3 separate regions of the Triticum aestivum genome follow, and regions 2 and 3 are each linked to region 1. Evidence: chromatin contacts called from public Hi-C data. All regions are on one chromosome and are shown on one strand. The core of a region is the stretch at or near the end of the contact, and the rest is flanking DNA. Distances in the headings are between cores, read along the strand shown.

The links. Hi-C and Micro-C count contacts between places; a contact is called where the count stands out from the background.
Region 2: a contact with region 1 is called in a Hi-C map of leaf, with 2.1 times the contacts expected there. The contact joins the promoter of LOC123099368 here to the promoter of LOC123099373 in region 1. A contact is called at or near these places in 2 of 5 Hi-C or Micro-C datasets (both in leaf).
Region 3: a contact with region 1 is called in a Hi-C map of leaf, with 6 times the contacts expected there. The contact joins the promoter of LOC123099377 here to the promoter of LOC123099373 in region 1. A contact is called at or near these places in 2 of 5 Hi-C or Micro-C datasets (both in leaf).

The regions. Positions count from the first base shown.
Region 1 is chr4D:9,096,583-9,100,745 of IWGSC CS RefSeq v2.1, forward strand. LOC123099373 (thymocyte nuclear protein 1) reads left to right here and starts at 2,829. Exons shown (of 2, transcript XM_044521543.1): 1 at 2,829-3,609; 2 at 3,729-4,044. The coding sequence starts at 2,844. The coding sequence ends at 3,590.
Region 2 is chr4D:8,928,148-8,932,321 of IWGSC CS RefSeq v2.1, forward strand. LOC123099368 reads left to right here and starts at 2,671. Exons shown (of 1, transcript XM_044521539.1): 1 at 2,671-3,804. The coding sequence starts at 3,204. The coding sequence ends at 3,671.
Region 3 is chr4D:9,317,238-9,321,486 of IWGSC CS RefSeq v2.1, forward strand. LOC123099377 (probable galacturonosyltransferase-like 1) reads left to right here and starts at 2,627. Exons shown (of 1, transcript XM_044521548.1): 1 at 2,627-3,918. The coding sequence starts at 2,690. The coding sequence ends at 3,742.

The DNA of each region.
Region 1 (4,163 bases), core at 1,579-4,078:
GGATTGGAATTACGTTAAGCAGATGATGCAAAGGATTGGTTTCGCTCATAGGTGGGTTGACTGGGTTATGACATGCGTCACCTCTGTGAGATACTCCGTGAAATTCAATGGAACTATCCTGGATTCATTTGCACCGTCTAGAGGGCTGCGGCATGGTGATCCAGATCCACTATCCCCATATATGTTTCTGTCTGTTGCTGATGGCCTCTCTGCTTTGTTTGAAAGAGAAAAGGATTTGGGCAATATATCTCCATTAAAAGTGTGTAGGTGCACTCCTGGAATTTCACACCTGCTATTTGCGGATGACACCATGTTATTTTTTAAGGCCAACCGAGAACAAGCAATCCAAGTTAAAAGCATTATGGCAAACTATAAAGCAACCACTGGACAGTTTCTAAATGCAAGTAAATGTTCCATCATGTTCGGTTCAGCATGCCCATCAATGGTGCAAGATGACATAAGGGAAATACTTGACGTGGTGAATGTCAACTTTGAAGAAAGATACTTGGGACCGCCGACCCCTGATGGGCGTATGACCAAAGGGAAGTTCTAGAATTGCCAGGAAAAGCTAACGAAAAGAATGTTACTTTGGGGCTGTCCTTCTCAAGCTGGAAAGGAAGTGTTTATAAAATCTATTGCGTAATCCTTGCCAACCTATCTTATGAGTGTTTTCAAGCTGCCCCTCGGCCTATGTGATGAACTGAACCAATTAATTAGGAATTATTATTGGGGTTCCGAGAAGGGCAAATGAAAGACACATTGGAAGGCATGGGATCACCTCCTAAAACCAAAAAGTTTAGGGGGAATTGGCTTCCGGGACCCCAGGCTCTTTAACCAAGCCCTACTTGCTCGCCAGGCATGGGGTTGATTGCTTTTCCAGAAAGTTTGTGTGCTCGTGTTCTAAAAGCAAAATATTACCCAAATGGAAATCTTCAAGACACTGTGTTTACTGGAAATCTGTCATCCACTTGGCAAGGTATCGAATATGGTCTTCAACTGCTGAAGAAGGGCCTAATTTGGCGGGTGGGCAATGGAACAAAAATTAAAATATGGAGAGATAATTGGATTCCTCGATCAGATTTCCATAAGGTTGTGTCCAGGAAAGGTAGATGTCGTCTGCGCTGGTTTCGGAGTTGATGGATATACATGGGTCTTGGGATCACGACTTGGTGCATCAATTCTTGCCGCTGGACGCTCACGAAATTCTGAAGGTTCGGCCTTGTACTAGGAGTTCGGATGATGTGCTTTCTTGGGCTGGGGAGAAAAATGGTAACTTTTCAGTGAAGAGTGCTTATCGCATTGCTTTTGATGAAAGAACCCGAAACGATCAGGAATCCTCTAGTTCAACGCCAAATGGTGAACACTCATGCTGGAAGCTAGTCTGGGGTGGCCTTGCACCACCGAAAGTGAAGGTTTTTATTTGGCGTTTGGCCACAAACTCACTACCAACACAGTCGTTGAAGAAACACAGACATTTAGAGATTTATGACACTTGCCCGGTATGTGACAGGGAGATGGAGGATTCTTTCCATGCCCTGTGTAGATGCCCCATGGCCGTGTCTCTCTGGCGAGCAATGGACAAGTGTTGGTCAATCCCGGATGTTGGAAAGGTAATGAATACCGGGCATGGACATTCCATTTGGTAAGTGAGCTCAATGAAGTGCAAAAGATGCAGCTCTTTATGCTACTTTGGCGCATTTGGTATGTAAGAAACGAAGTGGTACACTCTAAACCTGCGCCACCACTGGACGTATCTACGAGGTTCTTGTGCAGCTATGTTTCTTCCATCATGAATCTGAATATAAAATCTGAGCATGAGTTGATCAAAGGCAAGTTTCTACTTGAACCTGAACAGATACTGCAGCAAGTGTTGGATGCCATAGAACCTACTGAACTGAAGTGGGAACCGCCGATGCAAGGTTCTGTTAAACTGAACACCGACGGATCTTTTCTTGCATCTGATGGTTCTTCGTCCACGAGTATGATTCCTCGAGATACTATAGGCAATACAGTGCTCGCTGCATGCCGCCACCTACTAACATGCACGGATGCATTAGAATCTGAACTTTGTGCACTGTCGGAAGGAATCACACTATCTATGCAATGGAGCAATCTACCTCTTCAAGTTGAAACTGATTGTTTGGAGGCCATTTATATGGTGACAAGTGAGAAGCAAGATAGATCAAGATTTGTTTTCTTGGTCCAAGAGATTAAACAGAAGCTTTTGGAGAGGAAGACCCATATTACTCATGTACGACGTAGTCAGAATAAGGTGAGCCATTTTTTTAGCAAATTTTGGTATATTACATAGTCGTACTGCCGTATGGCTAGGTGCAGGACCCCCAGGTGTTGCACAGTTATGCGCCTCTGATTGTATTAATCTTTGATGAGTAATATAAGTTTATTCCCGTAAAAAAAAGATAGCCTTGGTTTTTGTTAGATTTGCTTGTATTAGTGCCCTAGCTTTGGTACTGGAAGGTATCATGTGTACCATGCACAGAATGAATTCGAATCCACACAACCTTTTTGGTCAAACCCTTTTTTGAATTCAGTTTCATTTCTTTGGTGCACACTACTGTTGCCAAACCTCGTTTTTTCATAGGTGGACCAACTACAAAACCTCGTTGAGTGTTTTTTCTTTTGGAGAAAAACCTCGTTGAGTGCTTTTTTTTTTTTGTCCTCGTTTAGTGCTTGTTCGGCTTGGTTGTCCTATTGGGCTTTACCTCGGCCAATTTGGTGGCCCAGAGAAAGGTGGGCTTGTTGTGAGCCCAGCCCTGCACGGCCCGATCTAGACCGCCGTTTCGTTTTAGGCTTTGAGAGCAGGGGAAGCGGGAGCCGTCGCCATGGTAGGGATTCCCCGCGCATTCTCAATCCCTAGCGCCCAATTTCCCGCCAATATAAGATCCTTGCCTGCTCCGGCGATAGCCGCAGCCCTGAGACCTCACAGGATGCCGAGGAAAGCAGCTCGCGGCGCCACCGCCGCCAGCAAGAAAGCCGCGGCCGCCGTCAGCAAGAAATCCGCGGCCGCCGTCGGCAAGAAAGCCGGGCCCATCGCGACCAAGAAAGCCGCGCCGGCCGCTGGCAAGAAAGGAGCAGCGCCCGCCGCAAGCAAGTACTGGCTGCTGAAGACGGAGCCGGGGGAGTGGTCGTGGTCGGACCAGGCGGGCGCGCCGGGGGGCATCGGGCCGTGGGACGGCGTCCGCAACCACCAGGCCATGAACTACCTCCGCGCGATGCGCCGCGGCGACCGCTGCCTCTTCTACCACTCGGGCGCCGGCGCCGCGTCGCGCCGCGTGGTGGGCGTCGTCGAGGTCGCCAGGGAGTGGTACGAGGGCGGGGAGGTGGAGGCGACGGCCGGCGGCGCCGTGGACGTGCGGGCCGTCGGGGAGTTCCAGAGGCCCGTGGGGCTCGGGGAGATCAAGAAGGCGGCGGCGGCGGGGGAGGTGGAGGGGATGAAGGACTTCGCGCTGATCCGGCAGGCCCGGCTCTCGGTGATGCCCGTGCCGGTGGAGGTCTGGGACTGGGTTTGTGAGATGGGGGGTGGCTTTGTTCAGGATGGGGAGGTGGGAGAACATGAAGCAGAGGGTTGATATGCTCTGGACTCTGAAGGTAAACAAGCCCCTGCTGCAAACGCAAAAATGTTTCCTGGAGCAATCTGAGACTAATTTGTTTCTGCACTTCATATTTGTCACATCAAATTGTCTGCTAATCTTGTGAAATCGTTCTAGATGCAGGTGGCATAATGCTTTGGGAAGGATCATTCTGTGATGTCTTTTGGCCTACAAGAGATGGCATTTCTGAGGAGCATTTCAGTGACATTTTGTGTATCCTCTCTAGTGTTTGCCGTCTCTGCATCAAGCGTGACCAAGTGTGTATCCTCTAGCTAGTACTCCTAATTATAAGTTCAGTGGTCGATGTTGGCATGTTGCAAGGACGGTTGGGTCATATGATGTTGTCTGTGGCTGTATGGATATGCTGTTCATGGAGTTTTCGAGCAGTTGGTTTCATGCCGTGGATGGGATGCCATGACACTGAACGGCCTCATGGATGTCCTGTGTTAGTTACGTATGTGTTAAATGATGATCACACTATCTACCCAGGAAAACGAGTCTTTTGGAGCGAATTACAGCTGCGTGGCTTCTATGATTCATCATCTGTAGGAT
Region 2 (4,174 bases), core at 1,421-3,920, 170 kb before region 1:
CTCAAATTTCCAGTCCGATGGCCTAGGCTTACAATCAAACAGCTCCAGTACCACTGCATGTTTTCCGACCATCCAGGGGCCTCCTTCCCATTTTCGATCCCGATCCCGCTTCCCTTCTGTGATGGCAACTAAAGTGTTCTCACCCACCGAGTCGAAATTCAGCCCCCGGGGGGTTCCCCATGCAGGCCGCAGAGCATCCGGAATGGTGTTAACATGCAGCACCCTGGGATGCAAAACTCTCCCCAGAAGCGCCCAAGATGGCGCTCCTGTATCTTCATCCTGGTCATCGACCACTAGCTTTGCGCTCTCCTTGTCCGACAGCCTCATCTGTTCCATCTGTTCCTCCATCGACTCCCTGTCCTTCGTCCTTGATCCCGAGCTCGCCATGACCGCCAACCCAACCCAAAAACCCTAACCCGTCGCTGTCCTCGCGCTCCAAGGATGGGCAGGGACGCAAGGCCCCACCTTAATCACCCCGAGAGCAGCAGAGAGAGTAGTCAACGATCAGGGCCTCCTTGGGAGATTGCGGTTGAGAGAGAAGAAACTCTTGCACCGCAGTAGATCGGAATCGCCCGCGCGCTGCCGAGAGCCACTCGAAACCCTAGGAGAATGGTTCGGGGCAACACCTATGCAATGTTCTAGGAGACTCAAGACTTTGAACCTTTTTCATGTTCCCAATACCTCGGATATGATCTTTTAGCACCGGACGCGCCCTTTTTCATAACTTATGTGGTGATTTTTTTTAATTTGGAAATACCCCATGTGTGGGAGTACTCCGATATGTTTGCAAGAATACATGCCAAAGCTCTCATACACGAGGAGAACATGTAGAGCAATACACGGTGAACAAAAGGACACACACACACACACACACATCCTAATAGACTAAGAACCACGTGTGTAGATGAAGTGTTGCAAGTGTCCGCCGCTAAAGAAACAAGTAAAGAATGTGGATCATCGAGTAGGTCAAGCCCCTAGTGTAGGAGAAGTCCGCTACCATGGCATGGTTGAGCTTAATGTTGTTAGCTCCACCGAGGAAAAAGGGGAGCTTTTGCTTTGGGAATAGCGATGGTCCAACAATGGGAGCAGACACACGCCATGCTCGATCACGAAGCTATAGAGCAAGTGATAACAATCACACATAGTTTACTTTTAGTTAATCAGGTGGAAGCATTCAAACGAGTTGTTGTCCGACTTTATCACTAATGGTAGGAAGATGTGGATCGACACCATGCCGGAGATGGTGCCCTGGAGTAAAACATGGAATGAAGCATAAAACGGCGGCCGCTACGTCAAAATGGACTCGAATGCTAGTGGAGCAGCCCACAAACATTTGCAAACCCAAACAAAGGATTAAGATGCTATTTGGATTTTAGGAATATGAAAACACATAAATGGGGAAGACGCATGATTTAAATGTCACGTATCGTGGAACCCCGCAAGAGTTCTGCAGCAACCTCCTTTGGATGGTGCACTAAAGAAATAAGACGAGATATAAACTCATGTTAAGATTCCTATAGAATAAGGGGCATAGGAATGAATTTCATAGCAATTTGATAATCCAAACCCATGATCCAAAGGGTTTTCATAGAAAGGATTTCCTAGAGTTGTAATCATTCAGATGAAAGTTGTATACAATTCAAAGAGACCTCCTAAGTGAGTATTAAAAATCTTCTATTAGGTTTCTCTCAAATATGCAATTACTCCCTCCGTTCTTTTATGTAAGGTGTATTATTTTCGACACGGTGACCAAGGTACATAATTATAGACATGTTAGGACGAAGTTACCCTTGGCCAATTTATTGGTTAGTGGCAAGTAAATCAGTTAATATAGGAAAGTAAGAGATACATGCAATCGACAGAGAGATAGTTTCCTTCTTTTACTACAAGGAGAGATACGGATAATCAGGAGAGAGATACTTTCTTTATTTCTAGAGGGCTAACAAGGGAATTATGAGGAATTAGAAGAAATGCACCTTACATTCTGGAATTTTATCTAAAAACAAATACACCTTATATATAGGAACGGAGGGAGTATGAGGTAATCTACACTGATCCAACACACTTCACAAATTATGTAGTACTAGTATTCAACCCAAACACGAGCCAAAGTTGCACCATGTAGTATTTGGTTAGAGTGGTTGATGTTGAGAAGGACTAGAACCAAAAAGATATTGACATTAGCGTCAAGAACTTAACAACAATACAACATTGACGTGTAGCACGGCTCGTCACTTTTACAAAAAGCCAGTTGGCCTGCCTCCGAGACTTCCCAACAGTATGTTATGTATGTTATTATTGAAATGCCACTACATTACAAAAGAAATGTCATTATCTTTCGTTCTTCCATCTATCCCAAAACCGGCTTGGACCCTACAAAACGCCGGGTCACATGCGCCGCGAGCCGCGAGTAAAATAGCCATTGCTGGCGCTCTCCGAGCTAAAGGTCGGCCCGCCCGTGAGCCCATGACACGCATCACAACCCTTGATTTGTCTCGGCCCTCTGGCGGCTCCCAAGCCTACATTTTCTACGGACTACAGGTAGCACGCATGGAAGTCGTGGTCTGCGTCCTGACCCCTGCGCTGTAACCTAGCGCCGAGGTCGTGATAACCGGTAGCATTGTCACGCAAACTGCGACGAGATCAAGATCAGATAGCCAACCTCGCTGCAGGCAGAGTGCGAGGTCGATCAAATCTGCATGCAGCGGCATCTGCAACCGTATTGCCGGTACACGGTTAGCCGCCGGCGGATTTGCGTGCGTGCGCATGCAGTTCTGTTTTGGGCTCCACGATCCTATCTCCCACATGCCACAAAGGCGAAACCGAACGCGGAAAAGGACGCGCCGGCCACCACCCGTCCTGAGCTCCTGATCGAGACCCCCGGCCGTCACATCCGTCGGCCGATCAAACCTTGCCGAACTAACCCTGTTTGCGCCGCTATAAAACCTCCAGGAAACCCGCCACGTTCCTCGCCGGCCTGTGTAGTACAGCTACAGCTAGCACCGCGTCGTACCCGCATACCACCGAACCAAGAACCAGACCTCTCGACCCCACCGCGAGCATGCGCTTCGCGTGCACGGCGGCACCACTCTGCTACCACCTCCGCTCTTCTTCTTCCTCCTCTCGGACCACGCCGTCTCTTCGTCTTCTTCATCTCGGATTCTACGAGCTAGCTAGCGTGATTCACTGATCTCTAGCTGGAGATGGGTATAGGCAAGGAGCCCGGAGCTGTCGCGGCGTGCGGGGCGGTGGCGTTCTCCTGGGAGCAGGAGCCGGGGGTGTCCAAGGAGAGCCCGGCGGCCGAGACGACGAAGCTGCCCTCCGGCGGAAGGAGTACTACGCCGGAGAGCACCAAGAAGGCGGAGGCACGGACGCACCAGCTGCGCGTGCCGCCTCCGCCGGGAGGTCCCGGAGCGCCGTCCCTGTCGCCGCCGGTGAAGGCGGCGAGGAGCAGGTCCAGCCGACGGGGCGTCCGGCCGGAGGAGGACCCGTTCCTCGCGGCCTACGTCGCCTGCACGGCCAGCGGCAGGAAGACCGGCAGGGGGCACACCGAGGCCCAGAAGATGCTCGGGTGGGCCGGGCTTAGGTTCGCTCTTGGGCTCGGCCTCTCTTGCAAGACCTCTTGTGGTGTTGCAGAGGAGAGCGTCGTCAGGCTGACCAAAAACCCCTGAAATGGATGATCATCAGATTGACCATTTCCGGTGTTTTTTGTATTATACGATTTTCTTTGCCATTTTGTACTACTGCTGATGTCCCGTGGTGCAGATCATATTCGTTACTGGGTGAGAAGTAGTGCCAAACAAATCAGAATCCTGGACTCTGGAGTTTTAAATTCACTCACATGTTTTTTAGAGTGGTATTAGGGCCTTAATTTTTAGCTAAAAGGCGAGGACCCATGAACATGTGACCAACTTCTGAACTTTGGTGACAAAACTTGTCTACGAATGCCACAGATTATACCGAGATACACACACACATAGTTGTGTAAATATGGACATCAGATTTCAGTCTTGTTGGATAGAGTTATGTACTAGTACTATCAATCTTAACACCCAGCCAAGAGGTGGCTTTTTGACGGTACACCATACGTTAAATTTTGAAGAAAATGAAGTTTGGTTGTATGAGCAATGGATGTATTATTTGTAGGAACAATTTCAATTTTTGGAAATTACAT
Region 3 (4,249 bases), core at 1,377-3,876, 220 kb after region 1:
TTCAGGACAAAGGAACAAAGTAAGGCTCAGGTCCTTGTCAAATTGTGTGGCTAATAATAAGATGTATGGAATTGTTACATGCTTATAGCAAAATGAGAGTTTTTTTTAATATTTATCATCCATACGGCTACCCACTTTATCCAGATTTGTTTCTTATTACTGCATGGAAGGTCATCTCCAATGTTGCAAAGATATGGGTCTTAAGCCAAAAGAAACACTTAAAACCTATTCTGAAACATTGTCAGAAGGGGTCTTTGAAAAAAAACTAACTAACACCGGGTTATGTACTAAAACCAAGCCATAAAGAATTAAAACGTATTTCTCTCTCCTCTCGCATGATTTGAGGGGTCAAAACTAGAAGAGGAAATGGTGGCATGTAGACTCCACCCTAAGGCTCCCAGTGGTATTAAGCATTGGAGGAATTCTAGTTTGCTATAGCATATTGAGTGAGACCCAGCTTATAACCTATTTAACAATTATATATTTGTGATGCCCATGCTTTGTACTTTATTCATCTGATTTGGATTATGACCTTTTGTAAAAGAATATGTGATGTATATGTTATACCATGTGTTTTTTTTGCGAATTATGTTATACCATGTGTTGCATATTGCTGTAGCAGGCATCAGCCGTTGAAAAGGTCGGATTGTCCTTTCTTTTCAAAATAAAATCAAAGTAGAAGTGGTTTATAGAGGTGGTTGACATTAGTTGCTACAAATGTCGAGGTGTCCTTTCATTCTAAAATAAAACCAAAGGAGTCAGGCGTGCATAATTGGTCTAGTTGACATTCATAAGTCATCATTTGTAAGATAAAATAAAACAAGTACTTTAGTAAATCTCGATTGATTATAAATATTTGCATTTTTCTGCCCATCCGGAATAAGGAGTTGTTTCAAATTAGTGCGTTCTTTTTATTGAGGGTACACCTTATTTATGATGCTCGGGATATTATTTTGCATGTCATGGCAAAAAAAATTATATGCCCATGCTTACGTCGTAGCATGACAACATTGTTTTTCCTTTCTCGCTTGGGTTTACTACTAGTACTGATAATAATTCTCAAGATCGCCGTTCACCCTCGGGCAGAGCTCTCCACCGCCGCCGCGCCTTGGGCAGACGCGAGCCTGGACATTGTACCGGAGGATTCGCTCGCACAGACAGATCTGGCATCGGGCAGCATGCTACCACGTGGCACGTACTACTTGACCAGGTCCCGCAGCCAGGCCACGACGTCGGTGCAGGGCGCCGGGTGGAAGGGCACGTAGGAGGGCTCCTCCTCCTCCTTGACCCCATCCATGTACGCGAGCATCTCCTCCTCCGCAGAGTGCTCTGCCTCCATCTCCTACTGACAACGTTGTCTAGCCTCCGCATCTGACTCTGAGCGGAAGGAACCGAGGATGGCCTGCAGATCCGCGTCCCCAGCGTCCCCCACATCCTCCTTCGGCTCCTCCTCCTCCAAGTCTTCCTCTGGATCCACTGCATCCAGAGGTAGCCCCGCAGTGACCCGGACTTCGCGCCTTGTCCAGATCTGCTTAAGGAGCTGCAGCCAGCGCTCCAGCATTAGACATGGATAGCTCCTTACCCGACGACGTGGGGGCATTCGATGCTAGTGGTGGCGGGCGGAGAGTGGAATGTGACGGCGGCGGACCAGGTGGTGGGGGGGAGGGAATATTGACGGGTTGAGTTTCAGTGTCGGCGGTCGGCTTAAATAGCCGGGGTAGGCACTACGCGACCCGCTGGAACGTCAACATTGGTCCGACAAAGGAAACAAGCTTCGGACCGCCGGGTTTAAGACTGTTTTCCTGTGGGACCCCATCATCAGTCCGACGTGAGGGACACGCCCGGACGCCCTCATATACGCCCCATATTTGAGCTGGATATGAGGGGCGCCCGTCAGTTCGGACGTTTGAGTCCCGTTTAAAAAGCCTATATGGATCGCATTTTTCATGACCGGTTAGTGACTGGGCCGTCCGTCCGGACGTTTAAGACGGAATTGGGGCGCCCAACTGTAGATGCTTTATGAACGAAAACTATCACCGCTCCCACAAACACAGTTCACAGTGGTAAGCATTTGATATCCACGTACACTGAAACACATGATTTCAAATGCTCATTACAAGTAAAATGGAAGATGCAGAGTGAGGCGTTTTGGCTCGCAGGCTCATCTGCACCCATGCTGAATAAAAAATTCAAAACAAATAGTAGAAAATTTCAAAAAATTCCTTTTTTTTGCCATGACAGATAATTGGTGGGTGATGTCCGCTCCAAATTTTAAATTGTTTGGACATTGAGTAACTTTAGAAAAAAAACAAATTTAAGCTCAGAATTGGATATTCGGGAAGATGCATCACATTTGCACTCATGTACAAATATATCGATTTTGCTGCCCAATGCCATACTATAGACCATAGTCGAACACGTAGACACGTTTGACCTACCGGCATTTTCACCCGGTTTTCTTTACCAAGTTACGCGCGTGTTACACATGATTTCAAACACGCTTTCCTTCGCTCCTACCTCTCCAAGCCTTTGACCCAAATTTGACGCCTCCCCTTTCCCGCACGCCGCACGCGGCCACGCGCCCGTATAAAAACACGGTCGGCCGCGCGCTCATGCTCATGCTCTCATGCCCGCACACAAACAACGCGCCACCGCACGCACCACCTTCTAAACCAAGCAGTAGCCAAGCATGTCGCGCCTCCTCGTCTTGCTCTTCCTCTGCGCCGCCGGCGCGGCGGCCGCGGCCGCGCCCCTGCCCAGGTTCAGGGAGGCGCCGCACTTCACCAACTCGGCCTCCGCGCGCTGCCCGGCGCCGCTCCCGCCCGCGTCCGGCAAGGACGACGGCGCCTGCTCGCCGCGCGCGGCCGTGCACGTGGCGATGACGCTGGACGCGTCCTACCTGCGGGGCACCATGGCCGCGGTGCTCTCCGTCCTGCGCCACGCCTCCTGCCCGGAGTCCGTCCACTTCCACTTCCTCACCGCCGCCGGGTCGCCCTCCCGGACGGCGGAGCTGGTGGCCGCCGTGCGCGCGTCGTTCCCGTCGCTGGCGTTCCGGGCGTACCCGTTCGACGAGTCGCGGGTGGCGGGCCGCATCTCGGCGTCCGTCCGCGGCGCGCTCGACCGGCCGCTCAACTACGCGCGCTCCTACCTGGCCACCACGCTGCCGCCCTGCGTGCGCCGCGTCGTGTACCTGGACTCGGACGTCGTGCTCACCGACGACGTCGCCGCGCTCGCCGCCACGCCGCTCCCGGGGAACGCGGCGGTGGCGGCGCCCGAGTACTGCGGCGCCAACTTCACCGCCTACTTCACGCCGGGGTTCTGGGCCAGCCCGGCACTCTCCCGGACCTTCCGCGGGCGCCGCGCGTGCTACTTCAACACGGGCGTCATGGTGCTCGACCTGCCGCGGTGGCGGGCGGCGGGGTACACGGCGCAGATCGAGGGGTGGATGGAGCTGCAGCGGCGGGTGCGCATCTACGAGCTCGGCTCCCTGCCGCCCTTCCTCCTGGTGTTCGCCGGCCGCATCGCCGCCGTCGACCACCGCTGGAACCAGCACGGCCTCGGCGGCGACAACTACCGCGGGCTATGCCGCGGCCTCCACGCCGGCCCCGTCAGCCTCCTGCACTGGAGCGGCAAGGGCAAGCCGTGGGACCGGCTCGACGCCGGCCGGCCCTGCCCGCTCGACGCCGTCTGGGCCAAGTACGACCTGCTCCGCCCGGACACCGGGATCGACGCCGTCTTGTGATGACTGACGGTCGCCTTCGATCCACTCTCTTTTTTGATCGGTCTGGTTTAATTAGGAGATCTTTCTTTTGTTGATTGTTGTTGTCAGCTTTAATTAATTAGAGTGTTTGTGCAAGCTGCAAGTGTACATAGTGTTTGGACGAACATTTAACAGAAATGGACTAGTTAATTACTCTATTTTCTCTTCTCTTAATTAATAATAAAGCAAAGTAGAGTGGTACTCAAAACTCCGGAACAGTTGGACTGTGATCAAAATCGCACAGACAATTCAGAAAAATCTAGCCAGTAGTATAATCGGGTCGAAGACCGGAAATGCCATGACAAGGCAAAAGTTTCTATTTTTTTAAAAACAAACATGATCTAGTGTTATACTCGTATAAAATTAAAATTAAATAGTTTCACGAAAGAATGACTTCGGTCGACTTAGTTCAGGGTAAGAAAACAAAACTACGAGTAAAAATAAAAAAAACGTGAATAGCAGCGAAAATCCAACTCGGCGTCCGGGCTC